Regions from separate parts of the Rattus norvegicus genome. Here all the other regions are linked to region 2. A link is a contact called in public Hi-C data. All regions are on one chromosome and are shown on one strand. Each heading gives the region's core, a stretch centred on a gene start, on an enhancer-like site or on the middle of the called end of the contact. The rest is flanking DNA. Distances are from core to core; before and after follow the strand shown.

What was found. Hi-C and Micro-C count contacts between places; a contact is called where the count stands out from the background.
Region 1: a Hi-C map of frontal cortex shows a contact between it and region 2, with 1.7 times the contacts expected there. The contact joins the promoter of Nubpl here to the promoter of Arhgap5 in region 2. A contact is called at or near these places in 4 of 12 Hi-C or Micro-C datasets (the A7r5 cell line, the Rat2 cell line, Schwann cells and 1 more) and 1 of 1 datasets of contacts at active chromatin or transcription factors (oligodendrocytes).
Region 3: a contact with region 2 is called in a Hi-C map of liver, with 2.1 times the contacts expected there. The contact joins the enhancer-like site here to the promoter of Arhgap5 in region 2.

What each region holds. Positions count from the first base shown.
Region 1 is chr6:75,293,222-75,295,921 of GRCr8, reverse strand. Nubpl (NUBP iron-sulfur cluster assembly factor like) reads right to left here and starts at 1,270. Exons shown (of 11, transcript NM_001185025.1): 1 at 1,153-1,270; 2 at 547-694. The coding sequence starts at 1,260.
Region 2 is chr6:75,710,350-75,713,049 of GRCr8, reverse strand. It overlaps Arhgap5 (Rho GTPase activating protein 5), which reads right to left and starts at 1,332. Exons shown (of 7, transcript NM_001399400.1): 1 at 1,212-1,332.
Region 3 is chr6:75,987,517-75,990,216 of GRCr8, reverse strand. The region is part of intron 1 of Akap6 (A-kinase anchoring protein 6); the gene reads right to left. Among named protein-coding and RNA genes, the nearest start is that of Akap6, 69 kb to the right of the region's middle. Within about 2 kb of position 1,401, at least 1 of the 93 cell types and tissues checked has an H3K27ac peak or open chromatin away from gene starts, as enhancers often do. A contact at or near this core is called in liver, where this site is marked.

The sequences.
Region 1 (2,700 bases), core at 21-2,520, 420 kb after region 2:
GAGCTCAGTGGCCAAGCAGTCATTGAAAAATGTGGAGAACAACAAAGATGTTTCCTTCTGCCCTCCACACACATGCACCTGAAGACAGGAACATAGTCTTTGGTGACTTTATAAATGCTATAAATTATGTGATTAAATGAAAAACAAACACAATAATAAATGTTCTCCTTGCAAATATTCAGGTGAAGAACAGACATAATTTAGCATACAGTTACTAGATGTTTTAAAAGTAACAGCAACCAGTTACTAGGCACTTTTATGGAAAAGACACTAGGCTAAGTGGTTAACATAATTTGCATACCATCCTCTGATAGAGATTCCCAGATCAGTGAACAGAATATCGGTAGGCAAGCTAACTCTTTGCTCTATTGAATAGGCAATCTGGAAACGAACGTGTTTTAGTTCAGCTTCCAGCCGTTATCAAATCCTAATACTAAGGAACCAATGTTAGAAACATCACAAATATGAAGCCTGAAAAGTGGTCATTTACAGTGCATTTGAGAGCACAATTTATTAGTCAGGAGGGGAAGGAACACCTTACAATACCTGCCGTGGTAGACTTTCCAACACCACCCTTTCCAGAGGCCACAACAATAACTTCTCTAACACCCTCTATAGGCTTCTGCTTAGGAAGTCCTCGGGACATGATTTGGGTTCTTCTTTGTTTCAAGGCCTCACCCTCAGCACCTAATAACTTAAAAAACAAAAAAGGGTGATTTAAACCAATCATCCTCCTTACTGCATTACTACGCTGTAAAAGAGAAAAGAATCCAGAGTTTGGGTCTATTAGGGCTTTCTTTTCTAATTCTGTTCATTGACATAGATTTAGTCGTTAAGTGCTCTTTATCGACTGCTAATCTCAAGATAAAGATAAACTATTCAAGCTGAAATCTGTCTGCCAGTATAGGTGAGGATGTTTAAAAAAACAACAACTAAAGTTGCCTTTTTACCGAGTTAAGCCCTTCTCCTTTTTACCGAGTTAAGTCCTTCTCCTTAACCTATTCACTAAATAACCCCAAGACAAGAGAGCAATGCACACTCGGGACAGTTTGGGACCACAAGCCCCAGCCACCTTCTAGGAAGCCCGCTAGCGGGAGCGCGCAGGCGCATGCGGTACGGCCCGTACCACCCCCGCCCGCGCTCCGCACACACCTGACGCCCACAACCCAAAGCTCGGCACCCCAGGGGCAGGGCAGCGGCCACGCCACCACCCCGGAGTGACACCCCGCCAAAGAGCAGCAAACGCCGCCAGGTCCCCATGGCTCAAAGCTCTTCCCGGGGCCAGGGTGGAAGCACTTCGCGCCCGGCGCGGAGAAATGACGTCACGTAGCAACCCTTGGCTTCCCTTGCCTGGAGATGAACCTGATTGGTGTTTCTTCAGCTCAGGCATTCCATTTGTTTTAATTGTTTGTCATCAACTACAAACATTTTTGCAGCGTTTGACCAAATATTCCCAAGGACTTTTCACATGTAACAGTTTATTTTATTCTTTCAGAGTAGACAAGAAGACTTATTAGGAAAAAAAAATTTTTTTTATGTTTGAAGGGCGGTTTTATGCTAGGGATCAACCCAGGTCCTCCTTCACACTTGGCAAGCACACTACCAAAGAACTGCTACATCGCCAATCCTCCTCTCTTGTTAATAATTTAAAATTTGAGATTTAGAAATTTTTAATAAGACGTCCTGTCTTAAGAGAACTCGGAAATTCTAGAACACGAAGATTAAGTTTTTCTTACCGCATAGTACCACATATGGTCACTTCAGCGATGCCACTTTTAAGATTATTACATTTTACACACACACACACACACACACACACACACACACACACACACTGCGTGTGACTTAGAGTGCAACTGTGCGCTAAGCTAGTCCCTGCTTCTATGCTTGTGTTGCTAATGGTTCACAAAAGAGAGGTGAGGATGAGTTACTAGATTCTAAAATGTTTACCTAAACCAGAAAATAGAACGAACATAAAGAAGCCTAGTTGAGAAGGAACTTAAGGGCCAGGCTAGTGGTAAAGCATTTGTGTAACACATATAAGACCCCATCACCTGCATGGAAAATGGAATAAAAAATGGAGGAGCTTGAGGGAGGGAGGGTGGAAGCTATACCTGTAGGAGTAAGAACATGTACATATAGATTAGATAATCAGTACTATATCCAAGACAGGTGAAAGAGCAAAAGTGAATCCTTTAAGAAAAATAACTCACACACTTATCCAGAAACCAGATCCAGTCAAAGACGGCTGGAGGTAATGGCTACAGTTTCCCTTCGATAATCTGCAGACTTTCTCAAGAGGGTTTTTTTAAATCTTTATTAACTTGAGAATTTCTTATTTACATTTCGATTGTTATTCCCCTTCCCGGTTTCTGGGCAAACATCCCCCTAATCCCTCCCCTCCCCTTCTTTATGGGTGATCTCCTCCCCATCCTCCCCCCATTGCCGCCCTCCACCCAACAATCTAGTTCACTGGGGGTTCAGTCTTAGCAGGACCCAGGGCTTCCCCTTCCACTGGTGCTCTTACTAGGATATTCATTGCTACCTATGAGGTCAGAGTCCAGGGTCAGTCCATGTATAGTCTTTAGGTAGTGGCTTAGTCCCTGGAAGCTCTGGTTGGTTGGCATTGTTGTTCATATGGGGTCTCAAGTCCCTTCAAGCTCTTCCAGTCCTTTCCTCAAGAGGGTTTTTATTTCTTTC
Region 2 (2,700 bases), core at 83-2,582:
TCCATGAAGTGAGTGGTCTCCTCATGCCAGTAAACAACTCCTAACATCCTGTTCAAAGTGGATATTGGTTTTGAATTTAAGTAGAAAGGGCAACCCCCACCTCACACACCTGCCGAAGGCAACACGCACAAACACTAGTAAACAGAGAGGCATTTCATGGTTTCATACTTGAACATTTATAAAAATGTCCTTGGTTTCTACCTTCACAAAAGAAACACTGTAAACTGATGACATATAAGGTTAGATGGATGAGGAAACTCACTCATCTCACTATCTTGGTTTTGATTTAGTACATTTTACTTATTATTTACTAAGCACTGGCCCAAACTGGATTCCCATCATATTTTGTAAAAGTATGAACTCCTTCCCTGCTACTTTCTCGGAATTTTATTAGTCGTTCTAATAGTTTGTCCTTACTTTCTAGCACCCTTCAGCCTCAGCTTGCACCTCACTTGCATTTCCAATAACGCTGGAGAGGGAGGGTGTGAGGGAGTGTATTTATGTGTGGATAAGTGCACGCGCGCTCCCGAGCTGCTCCCCACCCCCACCCCGATACTTTTCTTTACTGGGAACCGAGGGAAATTTTAGAGGTTATTCCAGCCAAAACTCGGGATCAAAGCCCCGGCCCAGTAAGCAGTCAAACGACAGGAAGGAGTCTGTGTTTGGGTTGCGCAGTGCAACTTCTCACTCCCTTACCCCAAGCTTTAGCAGATGGGAATGTGGTGGTGAGCCTAGGGAGGAGTCGAGGAGATAAGAAAAAAGTGAAAGGGCCGATCCCCCGGAAAGGCGGTTAAGTTTGCAGCCGAGGTCCTGTTCCTGCGGATCTGCGCCCACCGCGCTCCCCCTTCCAGGTGGAACTCGTTAACAGCGGCAGCCCAGCCAGCCGACCCCGCCACCTTCCTTCCCCGCGCACCCTCCAAGCCCCGGACAAGTGAAGGTGGCGCGGAGAGAGGACGCCTGGCGGGGCCGGCACGAGCTCGGCTACCAGCAGGCCTCTGCCGCCCCCGGCCCGATCACCTGTGGAGAAAGCGGCCCCTCTCCGGCCTCTCTGCCCTTCAGCCGACCGTATCCTCGCGGCCCGGCCTGCGAGGACCCAGCCGCCCGGCCCCAGCCCCAGCCCCTTCAACTGGTTACAACCGGCGGCGGCGACCGAGGGTCCCTGGCGGGAGGGAAGCGGCAGGCCCCGCGCAGCCCGCTCTCGGAGGTCCTACCTAACAACGCCGGTCTCCTCCGTCGCCTCCTCAACGGCAGCGGCCGCGGTGGTGGCGGCGGCAGCGACATTCCTGGGGAGCGCTCCCGCCGCCGCCGCCTCCTCCACTCTCGGCTCGCCTCTCGCTGCCGGCGCGCTCCCCGCGCCCTCGCCGACACACACGCCCCGAAAGCCCGAGCCCCGCGGCTCGCGCTGCCCGGTAACCCGCCCGCCTGCCGGCAGCGGTAACCCCGACCCTCCCCCCTTCCCCCGCGCCCGCCGTCGCGCTGGGCTCAGTAATGGCGGCCACTCGGGCTCCTCGCGCTGACGGATCTCTCCCTCTCTCCCGAACTTTACCTCAGCATCTCTCCCGGCGCGCACCGCCGGAACGCACGCACGCGCGCGCGCGAAGCCACACACCCGGCCGGGGGCGGCGCGGGCAGCACGGGGGCGCGCGTGCGTGCCCGCGCCGCCCGCCCCATAATTCCCCCGCCCCGCGGCGCTCACCTCCAGACGCCTCCCGAGCCGCGCTCCCGGTTCGGCCCCGCCCCTGCCCTCGTCTCCCGGGAGCCGAGGAGGCGCGAGCTGCCGCGCCGGAGGGAGGGGGCGCGCGAGCGCGCAGGGCCGCGTCCCCGCTCGGGGCCCGCTCTCCATTGGCTTCTGCCCCTCCCCCTATCTCCGCCTCTCCCACCCATTGGCTCCCGCTCCTACTCCCTTCCTTCTCACCTTTTCCCTGTTACCCATTGGCGTGAGTGTTTTTCCTCAGCTCTCCCCTTTCTCCGTGTTCCGCTCCTCCTCCGTCCCATCCTCCACGCTTTAGGCGCCTCACGCCGGGCTTGGTCGCCGAGCCTCCCCTGCCTTCTCCCTTGCCTTCCTTCGGTATTTGGCGGTAATCCGGAGTCCTGCAAAGGAACTCGGGGCTGTGTTAGCCGTTGCAAGGCATGGCATGGGCGCCGAACGCTCCTCCATAAATCCCTCTAAGCCTTGGAGCCTAAGGTCTCTGGGCACTGAAGAATGCAAAGAGAAGAATGTGCCTGAGCTCCGTCGCAGAGACTTGCCTCTGTGTGTTGTGTGTGCACCGCCAGCCCTGCCTGGTAATCGCTTACCGACCACAGACATCACCGGCCCGGGACCTGGAGCCACTCTCAGCCAGAAGCCTGAGCTAGTCGAGGGCAAGAGGAGTCCTTTCCCCGTGGGCACGACACAGACGCAGGCCCTTGATCCTAGCCATTCTTAGGGAAGTTGAGCCAGACCCCAAGACTTAGATGGTTTAGGGTGGCCCCAAGGGCTCACCATCAATTCAACTCTCTGCTTCCCGACTTTCATGATACTGCATTCGGTCTTTTTTGAGACTGTTAGAAATTACGCAAGTCTGGGAGTACGTCGAGCTTTCCATGTATTATTCATCTGTGCATTGACACGAAAAGGCAGAGAGAATTTGAACGAAGGAAATCATGGCCTTTAAGCTCCGAAGAAACTATTTGTGACTTTCCCAAGGTCACCCTAATTTT
Region 3 (2,700 bases), core at 152-2,651, 280 kb before region 2:
GGGAACAATGAATGCTTATCCAGTGCCCTTTCGTTTTATTCCGTCTAGGGCATCAACCCTGGAGTGGTGCTGCTCTAGGTGGGTTCTCCACCTCAGTCAACCTCTGGCCAGAGCCTAACCATATGGTCTGTCATGGTATGACCAGGGCTTGTGTCCTAGGTGACTCTAGAGCCTATCAACTTGATAATTCATATTAGCCTGGAACCTGCCGAACCCCTTAAGGGCTCTGCTAGGAAACAGCTGGAGCCCATTTCTTGGCACCAGACTTGTATCAGGTGACCGGGATAAGCACTAAAGGCCATTACAGCAAGAACAGACTCTGGAGCAAAGAAGCATGTTCAGGGATAGCTGTCCATCTATGTGCATGTATTTGTAGAAAGAAACAAAAGGAAAAAAATAACTCTTAGGTGGTGTAAACTAAGTTTCTTCAAAACACTCTGTAATCTCAGTACCCGGGAGGCTGAGAAGGAAGACGGCGAGCTTGAGGCTTGGCCTAAGCTCTATCTGGTGAGACACTGTGGGATAAAAACTTCAAGACTGGGTGACCTTGATGGTGCTTGTCTCTATCAGTGTCCATCATTTCCTGAACTCTAGAGCTTATAATTTTATGATTTTTGATATTCTGAGTCAATTAATTCCAATTAATTCTACTCTACTTTACCGACCTGACTTTGAGCCTTTAACATAAACACATGATCATTACACTGCTTGGGGATCCTAAGACACTTGCCCCCAAGCAGACCAGACTATAATCCTGTGGGTTAAGACTCAGCACATCATGGGTGAAAAGACTGTGAACTTTATGAATAGAGATGGTCTTTCAAGATGACCTTAAAATAGAGCGCCAGAAAAACTCCTCCTCAAAATTCCCACCAAACTGCTTTTGGTTTCGGGCACTGTATCCACGTCTACTTTAGTGAACACTGTAGGACCCGTTCTCAATTTCATACTGAGAAGGCAGAGTCCCTGTACTCTGATTAGTATAATAATTTAAGACAATCTGTGCACATCAGTATTTGGTAGATATTACTGATTTTCAGTATGCAGTAACTGAAGCCCAGGAAGGCGGTCATTCCATGCATGATCCCTGTTCTCCTCCAAGAGACGTCATTTCTTTGCACTTAGTTTCTACGTCTTATCCTTTTACTTACATACACATTCCACTCACATAATTTGAATTGAAACGATAATTTTAAATGCATGGCAAATCAAACAATTCATGGCTATTTCTTTAGAGAAATAATCCTTTTTTGAAAAAAAATTTTTTTGATCATGTCCAGAATAATAAGAGCTAATAAGAGAGTTAACTTGTCCTTAAATCTCTCTGCTGTGATCTCTGTCTTAATTTTCTTTTTAAAAAGTTGCCACACTTTATTTATTCTATGTGCAGCTGTGTGGGTCCTGGGGTCAAAGGCAGATCGATCCTCGGGCTTGGAGGCCAATACCTGTCTCTGCTGGGCCACGTCCAGGCACTCTGAATATTAACTTTCTATTTTTCCTAACAAAACAGTTATACAATAGTACAAAGCCCAGAAAGCTTTTCATCTAGCTTCCCCAGATGTTAAACCTCCATAACACAATTGCCGAAGCCGGGGAATGAATGTTGGAAAAAGTGCCCTGAGCCTCACATTTATCTCACTGCGTCTTTTGTCTTTTGTCTGTCTAGCGCCCCCTCCCTGGCTCAGGTCTGTAACAGTCGCTCAGGTCTCAGAGCCCTGGATTCTTCTCAACACGGATAGTACTTTCATGGCCTGTGATTTTAGATAACGACTTTCAATTTTGTCTTGTCGGGTTTGTTTTGTCAACCTTACTATTGAATTAAGGTTATAAATTTTTGCAAAAACATCAGAGAAGTGGCAGCACAACTTTCTCAGATAATAGCAAAAGACACACGAAGTCAACCTGCTCTGTTCCTAACTTACTTATGCCTACCTGCCCTAATGATACTGATAATTACCAGCGCATGTCAGAGTGATGATATTTCTGTCATTCATCTACGTTCATTAATTAGATTTCTACTATAGAAAGAGATTTCCTTCCTCTCCATGTATTTGTAGATTAATCCTATATTCTCATGACTGTTTATGTTATTGTAGGAATTGTAACCCGTTACCACCATATTTATTTTGTCTATCAAGCTTTTCAACTAGGCTAGTGGTGTGGTAGACATATAGCTTCTGTATTCTTGTTTCTTAAAATGTTTATAAAAGACATTTTAGGTGTATTGGTGTTTTACCTCCAGCAATGTATACATATCACTTGCAAGTCTGGTACCCATGGAGTATGTATATACATATATACATATATACATATATACATATATACATATATACATATATACATATATACATATATACATATATACATATATACATACACACACATATATATACATATATACATATATACATATATACATATATACATATATACATACACACACACACACACACATATATATATATATATATATATATATATATATATATATATGCTTTGATCCTGGAATCAACCATTTCTGAGAAGCAGAGGTTCCTTTTATCTAGGAAAGGTATAGGAACCAAATCTGGGCTGGGCGTGGGTGTGCACATGTGCTATCCCACCCGTCTCTGAGGCAAGAGAGAATTGTGAGTTTGAGAATAGAGTAGGTTGATACAGGTTGATACAGTTAAGCCCATTTCAAAATATGTAAGGGAGAGT